6 separate regions of the Mus musculus genome follow, and all the other regions are linked to region 2. A link is a contact called in public promoter capture Hi-C data. All regions are on one chromosome and are shown on one strand. The core of a region is the stretch at or near the end of the contact, and the rest is flanking DNA. Distances in the headings are between cores, read along the strand shown.

Region 1 (2,766 bases), core at 254-2,753, 7.9 Mb after region 2:
CAGATATTTCTCCTGTTCTCAGTAGCTCTGTGTTCACACAGTGCACACACTCAACCACCCTTGATTTGCCGGTTCCTCCCATACTGTACATATCACCAGAGAACAAGTGTATTCCTAGCCAGAAGGGCTAAGTGCCTAAGCTAAAATGTTTTCACACATACTGAGGTCCAATAAATGCTTGGCAGATGATGAACGTGCTGTTCTAACCCTGGATTTTCACTTCAAGGGAAAGCAGTACAAAGAGCTACAGCTGACAGTTCTGATACTAACTAACCTCTATCTAATATATTCTCTCTCTCTCTCTCTCTCTCTCTCTCTCTCTCTCTCACACACACACACACACACACACACACACACACCCTCTTGATCTTTCAAAACGCTTCTGACTCCCTTGCTGCGTCCTTCCACAGCACCCTCACCACATTTGTAACTATTTCTTAACTGTCTTTCACTGCTAACTCGATGGGGGCAATGACTAGACTTTTCAAAGCTGTATTCGATGACATTTTCCATGTTGCCAACACAGAATAAACACAGCGATCCTACGACCACAGGCACTTGGCAACTGTGCCAGACCCAACCTGAATCATCTGACTTCAGATCCAGAAGTGGACAGCACCTCCCATAAAGTTAGCTTGGATTGCGAGTGAACAGTGGCAGTCTAAGAGTAAGGGGAGCTCACTGAACGTAAACGCAGGGCTTACTAGCCTACCTTAAATTTAACAGGCATTCCAAATTTTTAACTTTTTTTTTTTTTTTAGTTCTACTACCAGATAGCCTTTAACCTGCAGCTGCCCAGATCGAAAGTTAGAGAGGTTCCAAGGAAAGGAAGGATCTAGGACTGGAAACCTCTCTCTAAAACCAGATTCTTTTCTTCTCCGAGATCAAGTTACCCATCCGAGTAATGGGAACAAGACCCGGTCAGGAGGAAATTCTAAGGTCTCCCAGGGTCCATTCAGTTGGTTAGGATGCCTTTAGGAATCAGGCCTCCGCGGAGGCTGATAGGCAGAGCTGCGAAATCAAGGAGAAAGTGGCTTCCCCAAGACCTCCTGGTTCAATCTGGTACCCCAGCCCCACCTCAAGAGACCGCACCCAGGAGCCCGGGATGGCCGAAGGGCCCAAACCCCGGCCTTTCAGCAAGACTCCTCAAACGCGCGTAGGCTAGCACAGCCTTTACTAACGGCCAGGACCCGGTGGGCCCCAAAGACCATCCCAATCCTTATCCAACCACCAACCCTCACCTTAAGAGTTCCGCCTCACCTCCGGACTGCGATCAGCCGCTCTCCACTTCCGGCAAGAACCGCCCAGCGGTCTTCGCGCGACCCACTTCCGGGCCCTCACTGGGCGCGGCACCCCCACCGGAAATGAACCACTGGCTGTAACGCTAGCCCGGGGGAGAGGAAGAAGTTTGGCCGCTCCGCTCGTGACTCCGCCCTCATTCCCCGCCACCGGAGAGAGAATCTGGCTTAGGAGCGTTTGGAAAAGGGCTCCGCCTCCAAGGGAGGTGGGGGAGGAAAACTCGGGGAAGGGGCGTGTCCACGGTTGGTCACGCCCCGAGGCCCAGACCAATAAGGAGCTGGAGTTCCTAACCAAGCCCCACCTCCTCAAAGGAAGACAGCTGAGTGGCTGCTTGTTTTGTCAATTTGTGCTCGGAGACTGAGGTCGTTACGTTTTTAGCCTCAGTCCGGAAGAGGTTCAGGGAACAACAGTGGGGCTAGAAGGCTCTGAGACCCAGTGTCTGGTGGTTGGGGGGACCGGGACCAAATTTCGCCCCTGGCTGGGCGTGCAAGCCTTGGTTTCCCTGTCTGTAGTACAGAAAAGCAATGGACTCGGTCGCGGAGGCTAATAGAGTAGGCTTTGAGCGTCTGGGCATGCTCGCCCTCGCTCGATTCCGAGGCTAGGGCTGGGAAGGTGGAGAAAATCTTCCACTCGCGCCCCACTTCCTGTTTGCTCTGTGCGTTTTGTGACCATAGATGGTCAGGTCCGTGGCTGTGCTTAAGCTTCCGCCTCAGGCTTCGGAGTTCTTCCTCCCACCCTGTAGGGTGTGGTCCCTGAAATGAAATGAGCAAAATTAAAGGAGATCTTGTCCCATTCCTTAAAAATCTTGCTTTTGAGGCTTCATCGCCCCAAGCTATGTATGCCCAGCTGGCTGCTAATGAGCCCGTGTGCGATTCAGAGCTGTAACTGCAGCCTGCAGGGCAGTCTTCGCCTCCCTGCTTCTTAGACGGGGGATCGCGTCTTTGTTTCCTCCGGACTTAACACTTTCCAACCGGTCATTATCCTCCCACAAAGATTTATTTCTAGAAAAAAAATTGGCGAGTGCTGTGCTATGGTTCCTACCCCTTCGACTGGATGACTGACAACTCCGCGTTCAAGTTGAATGCAGGTGTTATATGCCAGAGTCAATCATTCAACAAATACAGTTCATGTAATAATAGCTACCATTTACTGTGCGCTGACTACATGCCAGGCTTGTGCTGAGCGCTCAAACCATTTTCATTTAATCCTAATAGCAACTCTCTGCGGTAGGTACCATTACATCCTCGGAGCTTCAAATGAGGAAGCTGAATAACTTGCCAAGGTCACAAAGTAGATGTTGAAACTTTAAACAGAGCACGCATTTGACTGTCTTAGAACCAATGAATTTAATCATCCCCAGTGATAGATAGATCTGGGAACATTTGAGGCATTGGGTGCCTCTGGTTGTAGACGTAAGTTGTTCCATTCCTGACTCCGAGCCCTTTACTAGCGTCCCGACTTTGATCA
Region 2 (2,768 bases), core at 215-2,714:
GCTCTGTAGACCACGGTGGCCTTGAACTCACAGTGGTGGGATTAACGGTGTGCACTACCACAAGCACTGGGTTTCATAACCTTTTAAGATTTATTTATGGGCTATGCATGTGTGGCAGCCAGGGATGGGTGTGCCCAAGGAGGCCAGAAGACAACTGTGATCTATCTAACCAGGATGCCGGCAACCAAGATGATCTGCAAGATCAGCAAGTGCTCTTAACCACTGAGCTATCTCTACAGCCCCAGATTTTACCTGTTAAAAGTATTTACTTAGTGTGTGGTGCTAGTCACTCAACCCAGGACCCTGCACATGCTGGGGTCCTACACTACTACTTAGCTGCATACTAGCCTCCCAGAACAGTCTCAGATATACAGAAAATAAATGAAGCACACCTCCCACGCACTTTCCTCTTTTTTTTTTTAACATCTTATATAAGTATGTACATTTGTTTCTATTAACCCAACATTGATACATTATTAATTTAAAGTCTTTTATGTATTTAGATTTTTACCTGCCTTTTAAAAAATACACAAAGTTTAATGTAACATGAACTAATCCTAAGAACACGTTTGCTACCTTCCCCTAACACTATAGACGTGCTTCCTTTTTAATTTAAGTCTTTTCTTGTTTTGTTTTAATTACAACGAATGCCTGATCATCTCAAAGATCTCCAACATGGACCTCTGGCAGCACGCACACATAAATCACACACCACAACTGTCCCCAATATCAGCACTGGAAATAAGTATAAATAGCCACCAGTATTTTCTGTTCAACGAGAAGGAATTTCCCAAAATTGGTAAGATCGATCATATTTTAGAAACAACTTAAAGCAAATTTAACCTCCTCTATCTCTGATCATCTAAGGGCTTGAAAACTTTTTTTCTCCTGAGACAGGGTCTCATGCAGACCAAGTTGGTCTTTGATTTGCTTCGTAGCTTAGAAGACCTCTCTGCCTCCACCCACCTCTTCAAAGCTGGGACTAAGGCGGCGCACCACCACACTCGACTCTAGTCTTTTGAGACAGGGTCTCTAAATAATTCCAGCTTGTCTCTAACTCGTGGCGAGCCTCCTGTCTCAGCACCTGCCTCGGAAGAGCGCAGGAATTACAGGGGAGAACCAAGCTTGGCTAAGTGGATCCCAGCAGTCAGACCACAATCTGTGCAGGAAGCACTTCCAGCAAACCAGCCGGGATTTCTTTTTTTAACTGCGCATGCGTTTGGCCAATGCCAGCCAAACCGGAACTTAACCGTTGACCAAATGAAGGTTTAAATCCTCTGAGTAGTGACACAGAGCTGCGATGGCGCCCTCGGTTCTTTAAAGAACCTTGGGATAGGGCGAGCGCTAATCCCAGGCTGGGCTCCGATTGGTCGTCACAGCAGTCTGCAGTTGAGACGTTGCGTGACGACCGTGGTACCGCCCCTGCAGCGGGACTGGCCGGGCTTCTGGCCAATCAGCAGGCGCGGCGCGCCCTTTGGTTCCCTCCAGCGAGCGCTTGCCGCCTCGGTTCCCGCGACCCCAACGTCCCAGAGGCGGGGCCGCAGTCATCTGAGACGCTACCTGGATCCTGACTCTGCGTGCCCAACAAACGGGCCCAACAACCAAACCCTAGCTTGGCGGCGGCCGTGACAACAGCGACGGTGGATCTTTGAGCTCCTGATTCCCCGAGGCGCCCTACGGGCCCGGGAAGCACGGTGAGTAACAAGCGGCCTGTAAGGTCGGAGTTAGCGCGGTGGAACCGATGACCACAGGGCCGCCAGGGGAGAAAGAAGGCGGACCTCACTGCTAAAAAATGGGAAAGAAGTTTACATTGTGACGTGCCTCAGATTGACTTCACTGTAGAAATTTCTTGGAGACTGAAACCCTGATCCTTGCTTTTTTGCATTCTTTCTATCTGACCCAGACTGTGTAAGGAATCTATTACGTGTTTATAGTCCGTGGTCTACAGGAAGTAGACCTATGTCAAAAGTGAGGCGTGGACGTACAGTGTCTGAACACAAAGACAGTGATGTCACCCTGAGAGATTGCACATTCGTGTTGGGGGTTGGATGATAGGATTTAGTAGGAAATTCCAAAGGAAGGGGAGGACAGCCTGTGTAGTCCTATCGACTGCTGATAGTCGAGTTAGGACTGGAGGATGAGTGACCGGGGTTATGGTTGCAGTAATTGGGTAGGACCTTAATATGAAGGGTTTTTATTTTATATATGAAGAAAAGCTATTGACTTTCTAGTCAGGGGAAAAACTTGTACATAAACCCATTTGTGTCTGCACTGGAGGGACTTGTCAGTAAATCTGGCTGGGCTGAGGAGGACAGCTAAGGTGGGAGGCCAGAAAGAACTTTCTATGGGTAAGAGGGAGAAGAGGTGAGGGTGACTTGATGGTCCTCATTTGCTGCACAATGAAGACATTCCCTGAGCAGACTATTTTTGTTAGGTACAGGTTTGTACAGCTTTGGCTCCATTAGCTTTATAAGTAATACTATCAAGATGAGCTAGTTATCAAATCTCATTTGGTGGCTTTCAGATGAGAAAGACCTAATGCATGAAAGGAGAGACAGGCACTTAAGTCATTCCTGTTGGTGAGGAAAACTTATACTTTGTGGGGGTAGAGTTATCAGTGTGATTACTGATACCATGGCAGTCAACTGCTAAAGAAAGGCTTCTTTTAAAACAAGCAAACAAACAAACAAGAAAAACAAGCCTGTATTTCAAGAAGTTTCATATCTCTGGGATAAGTTTTAATTGATCCTTAAAGGTTATATCCAGTA
Region 3 (2,700 bases), core at 7-2,506, 8.1 Mb after region 2:
GCCCCTCTGTGTGTGTCTCTGTGTGATTAGTGCTGGGAACTGAAACCAAAGCCTCATATGGTGGGCAAGAATTCTACTAGAACTTAAGAATGTAAATTTAGAACTGGAATGTGACTTTAATTCTTTCCCTATCGGAGGGTAATGAGCGTTAAAGACACTCAAATGACCCACCTGTTTCATAGTCCAGAGGAATTTGAATATCTGTGATGTCTCCAAAGGGGATAAATGCAGCATGAAGAACCTTGTCGTCCACCTCTTCTGCCAGCCCGCCTGCAAATGAGCCAAGGACCTTCTGAGCCGCTGTCCTACACACTCAGAGGTCCCTGCACACCAGGGACTTTGCCTGTCACTGGTATGACAGGCAAAGGGAGGGATCTTTCCATCCAGTCCTTTGTCTACACAAACATCTCTCTCTACAGCCTACCCACACTACTTTCCTTTCTTCAATCTCCTTTTAAACAGTTCTGATTCGATCTCCAACTCTTGTGAAAGCTTTGTAACTGACCTCTCTGCCTCAATTCCTTCCTCCAACCGCCCCCCCCCAACCAAATATAAGTGGAAATGAATCCATCGGTTCTCTTAGACTTCAAAGTCTTAAATGTCACTGTCCTCAAGATAAAGTGAGAGCTCCTTGGTAGTGTACACAGGGTTATCATCCGACTCTCGCCGATCTCTCTTGTATCTTCCATTTTGTTTTCCCCAATTTCCCTGAGTTTCTCGAAAAATGACCCAGCTGCCCCTAGGCGCCAGGCTCTTTTACGCCTTTGAGCTTCGGCTCCGGTGCAGCGAACAGCTTTGCCTCTACTCTGACTCTTTGCCCAACTCCTGCTCAACTTCTGCGTCCCGGCAACAGAAAGTTTGCCCTCACCCAAGTTCCTGTCATCATTGTTAGTCCCTATTACAACGCTAGGGTGTGTAGGTTATTTCCCACTTTCTCCTAGATAGTCTGGTAACTCCTCCTTTAGGGCAGAGATCCAGCCATTCCGCACTGAATGTTTGTAAAACGAATGGGCGGGAGGGATTTGGAAGCCCAAAATTCTTGTCACTCGTCGGGGTTCCTGTGCGCTTAGTGGACTAGGAAGGTCGCCGGAATTGTCCTTCCATCTCGGGCTCACACCCTCAGGCCCAGCAAGCCCTCCATAGACCCCGGCTGCTTTCCCCCTTTCCCACATTGCTCAGACTAAGTCTAGCTCCCGCGCCTGCTCACCCACGTACAGCACACGCTTGGTGGTGGCCATCTTGCTCGCGCCCGTTTCCGCCGGAAGCCGGCACTCGGCCGGCCCCCTCGCCGTCGCCCCTCCCCTTAGGTCGGGGCGGGTCTTTGTGCGGCTGCAGGCTCCGCCCCTTCTTGGCTGTAGCTCCCAGAGCTGGAAGGAAACAAACCTTGGTCTGATCAACCTAGATATTAACGGCAATTGAACCATTACCAACACACTATGGTCCGGGCTGTCCAGGCAGCTGTTTTTGGCCAATTCGGGAGCCAAGAACGGTTTTTACACTTTGAACCGGGGTGAGGCGAAGGATCGACAATATTTCTTGAGAGATGAAAATTATATGAAATTAAAATTTCAATATCACGAAGTTTAATTGTTAGAGTATAGCCACATCCGTTCCTTTTCTATTGTCTGGCTGCTTTCATGTTACAAAGGGAAGAGACCTGTTCCTCCCACGGCCATTGATATTTTACCATCTGGCCCTTTGGGCAAAGTGTTTGCTATACTCTTGTTCTAACGTAATATTTAAATTTATAGGTTCTCAATAGCAGTACAAAACAGTAGGATCACATTTGTTTGCTTGTTAGAGTATCCCACTATGCCTTCCAGATCTCAGCCTCCCCAGTGCTGAAATCCCAATTGAATACCACCAACCTACCTCAAATAGAAATTTAACAAGTTTTATTTTATGTATTTATTTTGAGACTGGATCTTCCTATGTAGTCCTGAATATCTTGGAATTCACTATGTAAACCAGGCTGACCTTGAACTTACAGAGATCTCTTCCTGAGGGTTGGGACTAAAAGCATATACCACCACAGGAAGCTTTGCTGTATTGTTAAAGGGCTCTAGCAGGCCCAAGCTTGGTAAGCACAGGTGTGGCAGGCCTTGTCCTTCTCCCCATTCCCTCTGCCTTGCTAATAAACAAACAAACAAACAGGGTTATATTCCTAAAGCTAGCCGTAGGCCAAATAAGGTCTATTCCCTTATTTGGCCTCCTCCTGAGGATGATCACCAAGGTCCAGCTATCAAAGTATTAAAGTTCAACAATTGTATTAGTCAGGGTTCTCTAGAGTCACAGAACTGTGGGTAGTCTCTATATAGTAAAGGAATTTAATCTTAATCTTTGATCTCCCTGTCTTAATCTTCTGAAATCCATAGCCACTATGCCTCAAGATCTCCATACTGAGATCCAGGTCAGAAACTTCTATCTCTCAGCCTCCAGATTAGGGTCACTGATGAGCCTTCCAATTCTGGATTGTAGTTCATTCCAGATATAGTCAAGTTGACAACCAGAAATAGCCACTACAACAGTCAAATCCCCCCTTGGCCTACCCTAATTAATACGGTCAACCAAAACATGACCACCACATCCTAGCCATTCTATCACAGATTCCCCTCTTTTTCCTCTTAAAAAAACATCACACCCACAAGGTCATTTGCTGCTGCTGTCTGCCTGAGCGGAGAACAGTCACTTTCCCCTGCT
Region 4 (2,814 bases), core at 130-2,629, 8.9 Mb after region 2:
CAAAGACACAATTTCATTTTTCATTGTACTGGTTATTATAATTAATGCAGAGATAATATAAAGTACATGGAGTGTGCATAGGTTCACATGTAAATAGCCTATACTAGGAATCTGACCGTCTTCCAGTCGGTTAATCGGATTAAGGGTGTCCTGAAAGCATTCTCCCATTGATACTGAGAGACACACGCATATTTAAGTGCATTCTGCCTGTCTATTAGGTACTGTGGAGTTGATATTTTTTAGGTGAGGTTGTGACGGCCTACTAGAGCTTACTTTTCTCTCTACAGTCAGATCAGTCTGTCTGAGTAGGAGATGAGACTATGTGGTAGAATTTTCCCTAGCATGCGCAAAAGACCCCGAATTTCATCCTTAGCCCTGCAAACAACAGTCACTTTGTAAAACCAGAAGCCCTATCCCTACCCCAACTCCTTTTGAGTGTACACGGCTGTATTTTAAGGGTTGTCAAATTTCCACTTCTGGGAGTCCGAGACATTTACAACTTTCTGAAACATACTTTGGCAGTAATCATTTGCCTTCATTAGCCCTAATTCCTCTAGTCTCTAATCACAAAGAAGTCAAGTACTCAGTTGCTGGATGGGTTACTGGAGGGGCACTAGGTGGGCGTGAAGATGGAGTCGGTAGAATATAAGGGCAGCAGTATCCTATCAGCGATCTGCTTACGGAATTAGAAGATGTTTTAGCATGCTCGTATCTGTTTTCCTTATCGGGTTCCAGGTACCAGCATAGGCAAGTTATCACTGAGATTCCTAATTGCCTTTCGCACGTGCCGAATCTATAGGTCTGGACTGGCTCACACACGACCTCCGGTGGACTCACCCAATTCCAGAGCAATTCATCTATCCTCATGGCCTTTTCCCATAAAATCTGTACTGAGTCAACTTACACAGAAGTCCAATCTCTGTTCAGCTTCAAGCAACTTGAGGGCATGGAGGGGCAATTCAGTTTCCAGTGCCTTCCTGGTACCCAGGACCTGACAAGCATCACTAAATACTGGCAGGGCAGCTGCAACAAGGGAGGGGGGCACAAAGAATTCTTACCCAGACGCCTAGAAGCTTCCCTGCGTTGCTCTCGGAGCCCGGAAGAAGGCGGGGAGCGGGGAGCAGCCCAGCGCGCGCATGGAAGGCCGAGGTGCGTTGCGGGCTGTGCCCCCAGGGCGAAGGCCCGGAGGCCGACGAGAGGCGCGGCCAGGCCGAACTCCTCGTGACGCCTCCCCCCCTTCTGCCGCTGCTAGTCAGGTGATTCCGGGCACGTGATAGTACCACTTACCCTGTTGTCCCAGAGTGGCAGCCCGCCCAGCCAATAATAAACCGAAGCTTGGCGGCGGCCCAATCGGAGCTGGGCTTATGGGCGGGCCCTGCGGCGGCTACTGCCGGGGGCGGCGGCAACAGCGGCGGCCTGGGGAGGCGGCGGCCTAACCTGGCCTGGCCTGTCAGGGCGCGGGCGGTGGTGGTCCAGCACCATGTCCCTGCAGTACGGGGCGGAGGAGACGCCCCTGGCCGGCAGTTACGGCGCAGCCGACTCGTTCCCCAAGGACTTCGGCTACGGCGTGGAGGAGGAGGAAGAGGAGGCAGCGGCGGGTGGCGGCGGAGGCGCGGGGGCCGGCGGCGGCTGCGGCCCGGGCGGCGCTGACAGCTCCAAGCCGAGGATCCTGCTTATGGGGCTCCGGCGCAGCGGCAAATCCTCCATCCAGAAGGTGAGCGCCCCGCAGCCGCCGCCTGCCCTTGGTTTTGCCCGGCCCACGGCGCTCAGGTGGCGGGTGCCCAGGAGGCCTGAGAGGGTGGAGGCCTGGCGCTGCGTCCCCGGGCACTGTCCACACCTGCGAGCGCAGAGCCTGGGCGCGGTTCGCCCAGGGTCCCCGACCTGGGCCTCCGAGGGTCGAGGGGGGCCAGGAGGCGACGCTGGCTGGAGGGAGGAGGCAGGTGCCGGTCACCGCCCTAGAACTCCTCCCTTCTGGTCGCTGCCCTTGTGGCGTTGACGAAACCGACCCGTCGTCCCCGGTTCTCACGCGGAGAACTTGGTGAGCGTGCTGTCCCGCCGCATCTCACTTAGGTGACAGGAGTTTTCAGGGATCTCCTCCCAGCCTCTGGACCGTAGCGGCGCCTGAAAGTGTTGTGGCGAAGACACTGGGCATCTCAGTGTTTGTTGTCAGTCTGTTGGAGACTTCTGTAAAAACATTTTTTGGGGGGGGGGGCGGGGGGGGGGACTCTATCGCTACACCTACTTTATTTAGAACTTGTAGCCCTGTGGTTGCAGTTACAGGTGACAGTCCCCAGTAGCTGGTCACAGCGATCTTTGGAGACGGTTTTGCAGGCGGACAGACATCAGTGCATTTGTTTTCACTTGGGTCCGTCGTGAACGAATAGAATGAATGCCTAAGGCTTTGTATTTTTAGGGAAATAGAGGCAGGGTTGATTTCTTTCAATCAGCCATTCCCATTACAAACAGAGCGAACTTCTGGTAAAACTACGGTCACAGACAACCATGCTTTCCCCATTTCCACTCTGACACAAAGGTCTGTCCAAACAGAAATCTCTGGTATTTTGTAGGGGTGGTGTTTTTAAAAAGCAACATCGCTGCCTACCCCCACATCTTCCGCCCCTGCACTTGCTGGACAACTGTTTTATTTTCTCACGTCTGTGTCAAAGTTAGACCTTTGGGGGGAGTGCTTATGCTAAGTAACTACCACTTGAAACCTATGAGAACTTTTTCTCTCTTCCAAGTTAACACTGAGAGACAAATTTGCTGTATGTTAGGGTTGTATCAGGCAAGCCTTAAAGCTACATCTCCAGCCCT
Region 5 (2,700 bases), core at 184-2,683, 7.8 Mb after region 2:
AGATTCTACGCTGAAGCAGCAAGCACTTTAAAGACAGAGCTGTCTTCCTGGCCCCGGGCCTATTTTTGCTTTCCTTTGTTTTTACTCTGATTTATTTGTTTACATTGTGTGTTTATGAGTCTCTATGGGGACATGTGACTGTCGGTGTATAGAGCTCAGAAGACAGCTTGCACAACTTGTTTTTTTTAACCTCAAGCTATCATAGTTCTCAAGAGGAAAGGATCAGGAATGGCTTAGTGGCCATTGTTTTATCCAGCTGAACAATCTAGCTGGCCCAACGCTTATCAGACTGTGCACTGTATAATGCATCCTAATCCTGTATTTTAATTGGCTTTCCAATTACTAAGTAACTGCTGGTTTCAGTGGGGTGGTACAGAAGGGTTTCATGTGGGTGCACAACCGGTTATTCTTCTAGATTTTTCATATGTCGCTCTCTACAAGACTACTTCATCCTTTATAAAGCCGGTGTCAGAGAGTCCCACTGTACCGTGAATACACCCTATTTAACAGATTCCTTTAAACATTTTTAATGCTTTTTTAGGGGAAAAAATGTTTGACACTGTCATTGAGGTGCCGAGGCTGCACTGAGGGAATCTAGAAAAGATGTGGGAGCATAGACAGGAGCCTCTGGGCTATAATAAACCAGAGTGGAGCTTGGATAGGACGTAGCTATGTTTCCCATCTTCCTAGTACATGAAATACCTGAGAGTCCATGACAGCCTGGAAGTCTTATTACATCTTTAATAAGATACTTTTTTCCCTCTTCAGGAGTCCAAACTTCCTCCTCCCTAATTACATCTTTAGCTTTTGAAACCCCATCTTAGCTTTACGATCCAAACCAAACCTCACCATGATATAACTTGCCCTGGATGAAAATCAAGTCTCCCTTCCCCAGTCCCGACACTGAGCCTTTTCTTCCAAGGGCTATAAGTACTATGGCACTGTGCTGAAGAGTTTTCTGCCTCCGCCTCCGAGGACCTTACCTAATTTCTCACACATGTGCTAAAATAAAAACAGTCTCCTAGGGGGAAAGCACCTGCAGCCAAGCCTGATGGATGACCTCAGTTCAATCCCTCTGACCGCTCCTGCAAGCGGTTCTCTGGCCTCCACACATGCGCTGTAGAACGCGAGCCGTACACATATGAAACGCCCACACATAGAATTAAAATTACGTGCAAATGACATAATTGTTAGCGAATAAACAGCTCTTTTCTGCTAATACACAGCTGAAAGAGAAGGCAAAGTTCCGTAGGGGGAAGGGGGAATTGTCACCTAGGCGTCCTTGGGTGTAAAATGAGAGCAGTGCATAAGATCAATTAAAAGATGGAAAGCCCTTATATAGTAGAGTCTGGTGGGTGTTAAGCAATGAATAAACGTCTCTGTCAGGATGCAGAGCCCGGCAGGGGGCGTGGCCACCGGAATTACTTTGGTCCACAGTCCCCGCGGTCATGTGATTGCTAAGATGGCGTCGTCCTGTTCGCGGAGGCTGCTAGCTGCCGCTCTGCTGCCTTGGTGCTGCGCCGCCTGGGCCCTGGGGCATCTGGACCCACCTTCACCACCACCGCTGGTGATCTGGCATGGGATGGGTGAGTGGGCGTGGACGGGGGCATCCTTTTCCCCCCTCGGTTCTTAAATCTGGAAAGACGATAGGGATTCCACAGCACCCGCCTAGTCCAAGGTTTTCGGATTTGTTGCTCTGCACGGAAGGGACGACAACCAGGTGTCTTTAGTGAGTGCTCAGTGAGTATTGTGCACGGCTTGGTTTATGCTTTGTTAAAATCCTGGCAGCAGTAGCATCAGCCTGCAGTATCTCACAGTCAGTCCAGCCTGCCCCTGCAGAGCTGGACTGCACACTCAGGCTTTCATTCCTTCACATCTGAATAGAGATCTACCAGGGGCCTTCATGTCCTTTATACAGTTACCTCAGAGCACCTGCTATACCTGAGCATGAAGCATTCTCATCTTTCTGGAACTTGCTGTCCAGTGGGGGAAACGTATTATAAGGAAATACGGGAAACTTGTCAAATGGCCAGGAGTGCAGTGAAAACAGAAGATAGAGCCTCAGGTGTGAGCTTGTGCTTCTACGGAGCAAGTTAGAACAGGAAACGGGATTCACCCAAGAGTGACAACTGAGTAGAGCTTAAGAGGATGCAGCACCATGGAGGGAGCAACTGGCCAGATCCTCCCTCCCGCCCCACCCCCCCGGAGCTCCCAGGGATTGGACCACCAACTAAAGAGTACACATGGAGGGACCCATGGCTCCAGCTGCCTATGTGGCAGAGGATGGACTTGGACATCAGTAGGAGGAGAGGCCCTTGAACCTGAGAATGTTCGATGCCCCAGTGTAGGGGAATGCCAGGGAGGGAAGACAGGAGTGGGTGGGTGGGGAACACCCTCATAGAGTCAGGGGGAGGGGGGATTGGATAGGGGGGTTCCGATGGGGAGACCTGGAAAGGGGAAAACATTTAAATGTAAATAAAGAAAATATCCAATAAAAAAAATAAAAGAAGGAAAAAAGAGAAGAAAAAAAGGAGGACGAGGGAAGATGCCATAGGGACATGTGGTCACAGGAGCAGCAGGTGCAAAGGCCCTGAGCTTGGCAGACTAGCATGCAGAGCAGTGTAGCAGGAGCAGCGGGAGCAAGGGAATAAGAGGGTGGACAAGTATGCTGGGGCTTTTAAGATTAGTGTAAGGACTTGG
Region 6 (2,700 bases), core at 65-2,564, 6.0 Mb after region 2:
CTTTACAGACACAGAAAACAAAGGCTAAGTGGTTGTGGCCAATTTCTATTTCCTCTCTAAAGGTGTAATCACCAGGGAAATAACGAATTGGGGGAATTCCTTGCTTCCTTTTCTCCCTGCTTGAACGGGTCCTGCACTACAGTCCAGGTCTGCTAGTTTCGCTCACCACACACGCATGAGGCCTCCACAACCCAGGCTAGACTACCTAGAAATCCGCACTGTGTCACTGCATAAGGTAGCTGTTTCTCAGTGCACACGACCTGGGTGAAGAAAGCCACCTAAGCACTCGGTCTGAGCTCAACAAGGTGGTAAAATGACAGGAGCTGCTAACGACATAGCAGACAGCAAGGAATGCCACCTTTAAATATCATTTCGACAGTTTTTCTCTTAGTCATCTCACCTTCCTCCTCGTCACCCCCACCGCCACCCCCACCACACTGCAGCTCACCCACAGCTTTGCCAAGTAAAAGGCTGCCAGCTCTGCATGACAGCGAGCCCAGAAGCCATTCAGAGTCTGCAACATAGACAGTCTCACCTGAACACACCGGGCAACCCCACCCCCCACTATATCATCCCCACTTCGCTGACACACACACACACACACACACACACACACACACACACACTCGCCCACACCAAACCCCAAGTCCCAAGCCCGAGGAAACCCAGCAAGCTCATGAGCGAGGGTGGCTCGCGTGGTCATACGAAGAGGACTCGCCCTGAGCTCCAGAACCCCCTCCCCACTCAGGCCATCGCAGCTCATCGCCACGCCGCCGCCCCGCAGCTGGCCCCCCGCCGGCGCCCCGGATGCGTTACCTTTGGACTGGCAGTCAGCACAGAACTTGTTATCTTCCTCCAGCAGCAGGTTGGCCAGGACCGCCTGGTACCGATCCACGTCCTTCACCGACTTGCCTGTCATGGCCAGGGTGCCGGCGGGGGCAGAGGGCGACGCGCCCCCTGCACCCCCCAAGAACCCCTGCCTCTGTCCGGGGCTGAGGCCTTGGGGTCCCCGCCCAGGCGGTCCTCTCGCCCGGCCCGGAGCAGCCCCGGGGTCAGAGCCGTCAGCGCCCCCGCCCCGCAGCCCCTCAGCCCCTCAGCGCGGCGCCCCCTGGCGGGCTTCGGGCAAGGCAGGGACTCGCGGAGGCTGCGGGACCCCAGAAGTGGCCTAGGTGGAGCGAGCTCCCGGCTTCAGGCGTGCGGGACGCACACTTGACCCCGAGTGTTGAGGGTCTGCCCGCTGTGCTTCCCGCCTCGGTTTCCCTGGCAGCTGCGACCAGCTCAGCCGCCACCTCCACCGCCTACTTCCGGCAGCTCTTCCTCTCCTCCTCCACCCAGCCCAACCCGCGCATGCGCCCCGCCCACCGCGCTGCACTGGGCTCTCCCCTTGGCTCCGCCTCCTAGGAACCAATCCGGGAAGAGCCGGGGGCGGGGCTTAGGTGGAAGCGGCGGGAGGGAGGACACGCCCCCTGCGTGCCCTTGGAAAAGAATGAATGAAGCCGGGTGGAGAGGGAGGAGAGTGAAGAGAATAAAGTGAAGGGAACGACCAACATTTACAGAGCTCATACTGTGTGCCATGTACTGCTCTAAGCGCTTTCTATCAATTATCACAGTATGCTCTTCACAGCAACCTTTATAAGATGTGTGTTTATTATCCTTATATAATACAAGGGTTGTGGCTATCCCAGACTCCTTTAGGTTAGTCTTTCCTTCAAGAGACAAAAGGACTCACCCTCTGACCCGAGTTAAAGAGACATTACACCCTCCCTCGTGATCACTTCTAACTTGGAATGCCTCCTGCCGCTGATATACATTAGTCTTCTCTGTGACTACTGCCCTTTTTGAGCATCGCTCTGACTAGTGTCTAGGCAGAACTTTTCTTTCCTTTAAAAAAAATTTTTTTTTGAACAGGTTCTTCCTAAGTAGCCCTTGGTGGCCTGGAACTTTATATTGTAGATTAGGATAGCCTCGAACTAACAGAGAACTGCCTCCAAAGTGCTGGGATTAAAGGTATGTGCCACCATACCTAGCCTCCTTTACTTGCGTGTGTGTGCATGCGTGCGTGTGTGAGTGCGTACGTGTGCGTGTGCGTGTGCGTGCGTGCGTGCGTGCGTGCGTGCGTGCGTGTGTGTGTGTGTGTGTGTGTGTGTGTGTGTGTGTGTAGGTGTCCAAGGAGGCCAGAAGAGGGCATTGCAGTACCTGAAGCTGGAGTTTCAGCTGATGGATGAGGGTGTGTGATGTGGGTGTTGGGGAAGGAACCAGGGTCCTATGAGAGATTACCAAACTCTCTCACCTGCTGAGCCATCTCTCAGGTTGTTTGGGGGAGAGCCAGTTATAGGGTAACATGGAATAAGCAGCTACTTAAAAATGGTTATTAGGTATTATTTTCCAAAGCCTCTCTTGTTACAAATAGTGTCTTGAACCCACGGCCATCTTCCTGTGTATGCATTCCGTCCCTTCACTCATCAAATTCTTAAAAGAGACTGAGAAAAAACAGGATGTGCTAAAGGGGAAGAGAACGCTACTTCCTGATATTTGCTCTTAAGGGATTCTTCTGAAGGCTAGAGTAATAGACCAGGGAGGCCAGCAAGACAAAGTGTTTATTTGCCTCTAAGACAGCAGTCTTGTTCATCTCTACTTTCTCCCAAGACCAGGCTCCCCTCAAAATGTTTATATTATATATTTATTTATTATATATTGTAA

Evidence for each region. Promoter capture Hi-C pulls out the DNA fragments that hold promoters and counts their contacts.
Region 1: a contact with region 2 is called in a promoter capture Hi-C map of pre-B cells. The contact joins the promoter of Cap1 here to the promoter of Stil in region 2. A contact is called at or near these places in 4 of 39 promoter capture datasets (cranial neural crest, frontonasal cranial neural crest, maxillary cranial neural crest and 1 more).
Region 3: a contact with region 2 is called in a promoter capture Hi-C map of pre-B cells. The contact joins the promoter of Ppie here to the promoter of Stil in region 2. A contact is called at or near these places in 3 of 39 promoter capture datasets (cranial neural crest, maxillary cranial neural crest and pre-B cells).
Region 4: a promoter capture Hi-C map of pre-B cells shows a contact between it and region 2. The contact joins the promoter of Rragc here to the promoter of Stil in region 2. A contact is called at or near these places in 1 of 39 promoter capture datasets (pre-B cells) and 1 of 484 Hi-C or Micro-C datasets (B cells).
Region 5: a contact with region 2 is called in a promoter capture Hi-C map of second pharyngeal arch cranial neural crest. The contact joins the promoter of Ppt1 here to the promoter of Stil in region 2. A contact is called at or near these places in 3 of 39 promoter capture datasets (cranial neural crest, maxillary cranial neural crest and second pharyngeal arch cranial neural crest) and 1 of 484 Hi-C or Micro-C datasets (B cells).
Region 6: a promoter capture Hi-C map of cranial neural crest shows a contact between it and region 2. The contact joins the promoter of Smap2 here to the promoter of Stil in region 2. A contact is called at or near these places in 1 of 39 promoter capture datasets (cranial neural crest) and 1 of 484 Hi-C or Micro-C datasets (B cells).

Annotation. Positions count from the first base shown.
Region 1 is chr4:122,884,573-122,887,338 of GRCm38.p6, forward strand. Cap1 (CAP, adenylate cyclase-associated protein 1 (yeast)) reads right to left here and starts at 1,504. Exons shown (of 13, transcript NM_001358035.1): 1 at 1,242-1,504.
Region 2 is chr4:114,998,654-115,001,421 of GRCm38.p6, forward strand. Stil (Scl/Tal1 interrupting locus) reads left to right here and starts at 1,465. Exons shown (of 17, transcript NM_009185.3): 1 at 1,465-1,694.
Region 3 is chr4:123,138,695-123,141,394 of GRCm38.p6, forward strand. Ppie (peptidylprolyl isomerase E (cyclophilin E)) reads right to left here and starts at 1,257. Exons shown (of 10, transcript NM_019489.6): 1 at 1,208-1,257; 2 at 172-270. The coding sequence starts at 1,238.
Region 4 is chr4:123,916,054-123,918,867 of GRCm38.p6, forward strand. Rragc (Ras-related GTP binding C) reads left to right here and starts at 1,380. Exons shown (of 7, transcript NM_017475.2): 1 at 1,380-1,714. The coding sequence starts at 1,481. It also overlaps D130007C19Rik.
Region 5 is chr4:122,834,794-122,837,493 of GRCm38.p6, forward strand. It overlaps Ppt1 (palmitoyl-protein thioesterase 1), which reads left to right and starts at 1,434. Exons shown (of 9, transcript NM_008917.3): 1 at 1,434-1,586. The coding sequence starts at 1,463.
Region 6 is chr4:121,015,933-121,018,632 of GRCm38.p6, forward strand. It overlaps Smap2 (small ArfGAP 2), which reads right to left and starts at 1,315. Exons shown (of 10, transcript NM_133716.3): 1 at 817-1,315. The coding sequence starts at 919.